Regions from separate parts of the Ovis aries genome. Here region 1 is linked to region 2. Evidence: chromatin contacts called from public Hi-C data. All regions are on one chromosome and are shown on one strand. The core of a region is the stretch at or near the end of the contact, and the rest is flanking DNA. Distances in the headings are between cores, read along the strand shown.

What was found. A called contact is a pair of places that touch in the nucleus more often than the background predicts.
Region 1: a contact with region 2 is called in a Hi-C map of hypothalamus, with 2.8 times the contacts expected there. The contact joins the enhancer-like site here to the promoter of LGALS3BP in region 2. A contact is called at or near these places in 11 of 16 Hi-C or Micro-C datasets (blood, hypothalamus, liver and 7 more).

Annotation. Positions count from the first base shown.
Region 1 is chr11:52,845,539-52,848,689 of ARS-UI_Ramb_v3.0, forward strand. The region is part of intron 3 of TIMP2 (TIMP metallopeptidase inhibitor 2); the gene reads left to right. Among named protein-coding and RNA genes, the nearest start is that of USP36, 15 kb to the right of the region's middle. Within about 2 kb of position 1,278, at least 18 of the 54 cell types and tissues checked have an H3K27ac peak or open chromatin away from gene starts, as enhancers often do. A contact at or near this core is called in hypothalamus and tail adipose tissue, where this site is marked.
Region 2 is chr11:52,754,165-52,757,283 of ARS-UI_Ramb_v3.0, forward strand. It overlaps LGALS3BP (galectin 3 binding protein), which reads left to right and starts at 1,868. Exons shown (of 5, transcript XM_060395828.1): 1 at 1,868-2,002.

The DNA of each region.
Region 1 (3,151 bases), core at 28-2,527, 91 kb after region 2:
GGCTGAGAACCTACCGTGCTCTGGGTCAAAGGCAGACCTTTTGTTCTAGAGGTGCCAAAGAGCCAGTCTGCACACACTCAGGAGGGCCTAGCCATAGCAGCCGAGGTCAGTCACCCCCCTTGCACAGTGGCCTCTGGGCATGATTTTCATCTTCTGGGGCCCTTCCCAGGCAGTCAGACCTGCCTTTTGCTCAGAGATCCTGAGGAGAGTGACACTGCTCTTTTATTCCACGAGATGGGTGGTCCAGACCGCAGGGCCCTTTGGCTGGATCCCAGGGCAGGATGGGGAGAGGGCTTATGTCCAACAGTCAGGAGCCCTGGCGAGGTCTCTCTGGAGCGTGGGGCTTGGGTCCCATCCTGCCCTGCTTATCACAGGAGTGCGAGGAAACCACGGGGCTGCTAAGAAGGTGGATCCAGGACAGGCGTGGAGGGCGGTGCGATGATTGTTTTCCTGGTAGTTGCTTTTCTTTCTCCTGGGAGATGTGATAGGAACATCCATTGTGCTTAGACCCTTTTCTGAAAGGGAGAGGCTTCATGTCCAAAGGGAACATGGTGAGTCAAACGCAGAAAGCCCCATAATTTCAGTCACTCTCTGATAACATTTCTTTTCACTCACGTGTCAGCTCAGCTGTTCATGTCTGCCATCAAAGGCTATTTAACATGTAATATGTACGTGACCTGTGAAACTGATCCCACACCCCAGCCCCTTCAGCTGTCCCCAGGCTGAATGAGAAAACAATTGCCCGAGTAACGGCCTCATACATTTCAGAAACTTCAGAAAGCATCCAAATTGTAGCTTCACTTCTAAGGAAAACTAAAAATGTCTGAAGATGCACTCAGTTGATAACTGTGTGCCTGTCACCTTAGTGCCAGCATGCTCAGTCGTGTCCTGCTGTTTGCGACCCCGTGGGCTGCAGTCCGCCAGGCTTCTCTGCCTATGGAATTTTCCAGGCAAGAATACTGGAGCGGGTTGCCATTCCTTTCTCCAAGGGATCTCCCGACCCAGGGATCAAATCTGCAACTCCTGTGTCTCCTGTATTAGCAAGGGGATCCTTTACCCCTGTGCCACCTGAGAAGCTATCGTCTTAAGCTACCACACATTTCACATTGGAAGCAAGCAACGTGGGGCACATTTTAGTTTCCTGACTGGCCGTGGAGCGTAAGATTAATAAAAGGCCCTTCCACTGGCTGCTGACTCACCCCATTACAGAGGAACCTCTCTAAGCCGGCTTCGTTCCCTGGCTCGGTGAGGCGGCTCTGGATTCAATCTGGTGTTTACTTTCTGAAGCACAGAATCTAGATCTTGTTTTCCTGGAGTCACAACGGGCTAACCAAGAATCACGGGGCACAGAAAATCACTCAGCCAGCGCTGGCTGCGGCCCCACGAGTGACCACACAGCCTGGGGCAGCCCACCTCCTCCTGGGCTGATGACTCAGCTTCACATGTCGAGTTGGCACCGCGAGACGCTTGTATTCAGGGACTGTTATAGATTCGGCCCTGTCATTTTCTTCTCCAGTCCTCATCTCCGGAAAGAAAAGTAAACATACAGCCCTCAGTTACAAATTTTAATTAATTCCTGTTTTTCTGTGTCCAAGAAAGGCTTTGCTTTTTTCCAAGGCAGACAGATGCTCACGTACCAAATCAAGTCTTAATTATCTCTACTGAAAGGCGTCTCTTCTTAACATTCTGAGATGCTACACCATTTACACATGACATTTAAAGCTCATGGGAACTGGGAACTGGGGCCATTGAAAATACACAATTTTAGACTTCCCTGGTGGTCCGGTGGTCAAGCATCTGCCTGGCAATGCAGAGGACATGGGTTCTATCCCTGGTCCGGGAAGATCCCATATGCTGCAGAGCAGCTAAGCCCGTGTGCCGCAACTACTAAGCCTTCGTGCTGCAACTTTTGAAGCCCGTGCTCTGCAACAGAAGAAAGCACTGCAATGAGAAGCCCATGCCCTCTCTGCAGCTAGAGAGTAGTCCCTGCTCGCTGCAACTAGAGAAAACCCGCACACAGCAACAAAGATCCAGCACAGCCCAAAATAAGGAAATCAAAATTTTTTAAAAAGAAAAAATTTGCATTTCATCTCCATGCCCTGCCTTTGCCCCACTCTCTGTGGAAGCTTGAATTGGTGGTGAAAAGGTTTAAAAAGGAAGACAGCAAAAAAAAAAAAAAAAAGATATTGGAACACATTGTTAGAACAAATAACCATGTCATCATCAGTAAACTTTTACTGAGCCATTATCATGTGCAAGGAACTATGGATAAAAAAAGGATTAAGACACAACCATTACCCTTTGTGCTTGTGACTTGATTCGAGAACACGCTATGCAAGAGAGGCAGAGAACAATGTGATGTGGGAGGCTGATGCCAGTCACATGATTCAGGGGAAGTTGCTACGTAAGTTTGGAGGGAGCGACTGGAATGAGTACTCAGCCTGCCTCTACTGAATGACCAGGCCGGGCAAGGTCCATGCCAGAAGAAACCACGATGTAGGAAAGAGTTACTTGCCATTGTCCATTTAGCCCCCTGTCTATTCTGTACTCTTTAGAAAATGGCTCTGTGTGTGTGTTGGGTTGTCAAGTTGCGTTCAACTCTTTGCAACTCCACAGACGCCGGGCCTCCCTGTCCCTCACCGTCTCCTGGAGTGTGCCCAAGTTCGTGTTTGTTGGATTGGTGATGCCGTGCAACCATCTCATCCCCTGTCGCCTTCCTCTTCTTCTGCCTTCAGTTTTTCCCAACATCAGGGTCTTCCCAGTGAGTCAGCTGTTCGCATCAGGTGGCCAAAGTATTGGAGCATCAGCTTCAGCATGAGGTCTAGAAAAAATTACGGCTGTTTTTGAAGCTTAAGGTCACCCAGATACATCTTTGTTTTAGTTATTAGGATCAGAATGAATGCAATCAAGAAGTCCTCCTGCTTCTTGATCCTTTTCTTTACCTGAAATGTCAGACAAGTCCAAGAAAAAAATAGAAGGCTTGAAGGTTAGAGGTGTGGTTAAGACAGAAAGAAGAGCAGGAGAATTCACACCTGGGGAGTGGTGCCAGCCACCTGCCCAGCACAAAGGCTGTCATTGGTGCTGCTTGCGGCCTCAGGCAAGCCGGTGTCTTTCCCCTGATGACTGGTTTCTGTTTCACTTCCTCCTGACG
Region 2 (3,119 bases), core at 618-3,117:
GTCGGATATGACTGAGTGGCTGAACAACAACTTCCTGTAGAGGTTGGGAGTATTGAATGGGTCCCATCAAAGATGATAGCCGTGCCAGCTGTCTCTGTGTTAGCATCACAGGCAGCGTCCCCCTGTGTGTCGGAGCAGGAGAGGAGGCACGAAAGAAAGTCTAAAGGCTTCATACGGGCTCTGGTCTCTGACAGCCCCCAGCACACTCCGACTGTGTCAGCTGTGGCTGCCTGCTTATAGCAGCCGCATCCGCATGGTCCCCACCGGCCCGATTATCTGTGGAGCCGAGACTTTCACGGATGGTCTCCTTATCACAGCTTAGTCACTTCTGTCTGGAGCAGATGGCCTCAATTCTTGTTCCAGTTCCCTTAGTGGGCAGAAGACTGGAAAGGCCGGAGGGGAACATCACCCCTGCTTTGATCCCAAACCCTTCGGCAGCTTGGGTTTTTCCAACATCGCCACCAGTTCCTCCCAAAGGACTTCCTCTGCACTCTTGACCCTGACCAGCTCCTTACTGGGGCAAGGAACCAATGGAGGCTAGAAGTGACAAGGCCAGGGTTTCTGTGACAGCCAGCACTGAGGCTCCTTCAGTTGGGTGGGATGTTAAATCTCTCCAGTCTCTTCTGCCGCTTCTGTTTCTGCGGCTCCACTCCCCTTTCCCCCCACGGAGCTTTACAGCTTCTTTGGAGGGGATCATATAAGCCCATAGTCCCCTCAAACCTCACGTTTTGGGCAAATAGTCATTGGATGGTTGACCCGAGGGCTCACTCTCTTGGACTCAAGAGCTGCCAGGGAAACTCTGTCTCCCTACTGATGGTTCTCAGCCCTGGCTGTACATAGAACCACCTGCAAGGCTTTAAGGCCAACGCCTGTCCCCACCCCAGAGATTGTGGATCTGGACGCTGGGAGTTTGTGAGACTCCTGGGTGATTCTCAGGAGCCGACCATGGTGACAGCCAGCAGGTTAGAGAGACCTGGGGACATTCCTAGGGGATAACTCTCGTCCAGAACCTGGGATGCAAAAGACAGAAGCAAAATAGGATGTTGACGCCTCATCTGGCCTTGAAGCCAGGGCTTGGCCTTGAGTTCAGGCCAGGGGGACACAGGTGCTCAAACCATAGCATCAGGACCTAGGTTCCTCCCTCTCTCAGCTCTGCCCTCACCTGCATCCTCAGCTGGGCTTTCCTCAGGGCACAGTCGGGGGCACCAGGGGCATCAGCGCCTCCAGGCCGCCTGCTCCCTACAGGGTCTCCTTCCAGCAGTCTAAAACTGACCCCTCAGAGGGCTGGGATCACAACACCTCCCTGACACCATTGTCTCCAACCTGCCAGACTCAGGCCAGATCCAGAGTGCTTCCCCAGGGGAAATCGAGGTGCAGGCTCTCTGTCAGAGGGAAGGAAAGGGAGTGGGTGTGGGAGGGGCAGAACAAAGTCCACCCCAGAGGCTCTGCCCCTGCCCCAGAGGGATGAGATGTTCAGGCCAGGCATGTCAAGTGCTTAGAGCCGAGCGAGCAGCCCCCCTACCGCTGCCCCCAGCAACATGTGAGACCCAGGAGACGGGCATGGGCGTGCAGTGAAAGAGCCCAGGGTCCCTGGATGCAGACAGAACCTGTCCACGCCCATCCTCTGCTCTTCTGACCGCTGACGCCTGCTGCCCTTCCTCTCCCTTCCCCCAGCACCCACCCCTGGCGCCGCTGCCTTGCTCTGTAACCAGAGCAGAATCAGCCAGACTGCAGCCTTGGGCGGCTGCCATCCTCCCCACCGCCATCCCAGCCGCCCCCAGTCAGAGCCAAGGGCGGGGAGGGGAGCAGGAAGCCTTGGCAGCAGCCAACCCCAGAAGGAAACAGGGTCAGGTGGTTTCTCGAAATCGAAACTAGACTGAGCTTTCTGAAGCACTTCCTGGGACCAACCTGACACACTCTGTACTGGGAGGGTTTTTTTGGGCTGGACGTTCCTTTGCAAGTGGGAGGCCTTAGGACAGCCATCTGCAGGTGCCCCAGGCAGGTAAGCTGGTAACCTCTTGCTCTCAGGTGGGTGTCCCTCTCTTTATACAGTATAATCTTACAGTGGCCAAGTCTCCCTGCCTGTGCTCAGTTAGGGATCTGATGCTCCTCCTGAAACTAGGGACCATCACTGCTGCTCCTGTGTCTCTCTGTCCATTTGGGCAGGTTGTTCACTGGTGCACAAGGAGACCACCCAAAGGGGCAAGCAGTTCAGCCGAGGCGCTCTCTCCGATCAGTGCTTTTCAGCTCAGGCTGTTGCTGCTGCTGCTGCTGATAAGCAGCTTCAGTCGTGTCCAACTCTGTGCGACCCCACAGACGGCAGCCCACCAGGCTCCCCTGTCCCTGGGATTCTCCAGGCAAGAACACTGGAGTGGGTTACCATTTCCTTCTCCAATGCATGAAAGTGAAAAGTGAAAGTGAAGTCACTCAGTCATGTCTGACTCCTAGCGACCCCATGGACTGCAGCCTATCAGGCTCCTCCATCCATGGGATTTTCCAGGCAAGAGTACTGGAGTGGGTTGCCATTTCAGCTCAGGCTGCACCTTTCCCCAATTTGCGCAAGAGTGTGGAATGGCCCCAGGCAGACAATTCTGCCCCATCTCTCCAATGAGTCAGGCAAAAATGGGTGGCCAGAGCCAGCCGGAGGGGCAGTGACATTTGCATACCATGAGCCAAGTGCCTGATTGGCCATCTGCCTGGGACCCTGGGTTCGTGTCTCAGGGTGAGCAAAGCTGGTGGCCGCCACTCTCTGGAGAGTGCAGAGGGTGACCAGCTGTCCCCATGTGCCTAGGACCAAGGGTATGTCCAAGGACATGGGACTTCCAGTGCGAAAACCAGGACAGTTGGTGTGCTGGGTGGTTGGTCATCCTGGCCACTCGGCCATCAGTGTAATGAAGAGAGGGTGGCTGCTGGGCAGATTCCCCCATGGCCACTCACCACCCACAGCTCCCCAGCTGTGTGAGCAGAGCTGGCTACCCTTCCGGGCTTTAGCCCCCTCACTTGAAGGTGGGATCAACAAGGTCTTTCTCAAGGTCGTGGTCAGGATTCCATGAGCCAGTGGTGTGAGCAGTCTGGTCCAGGGACTGTGTTCAGTGTCGGCAGACCCTCGTGCCTGGGAG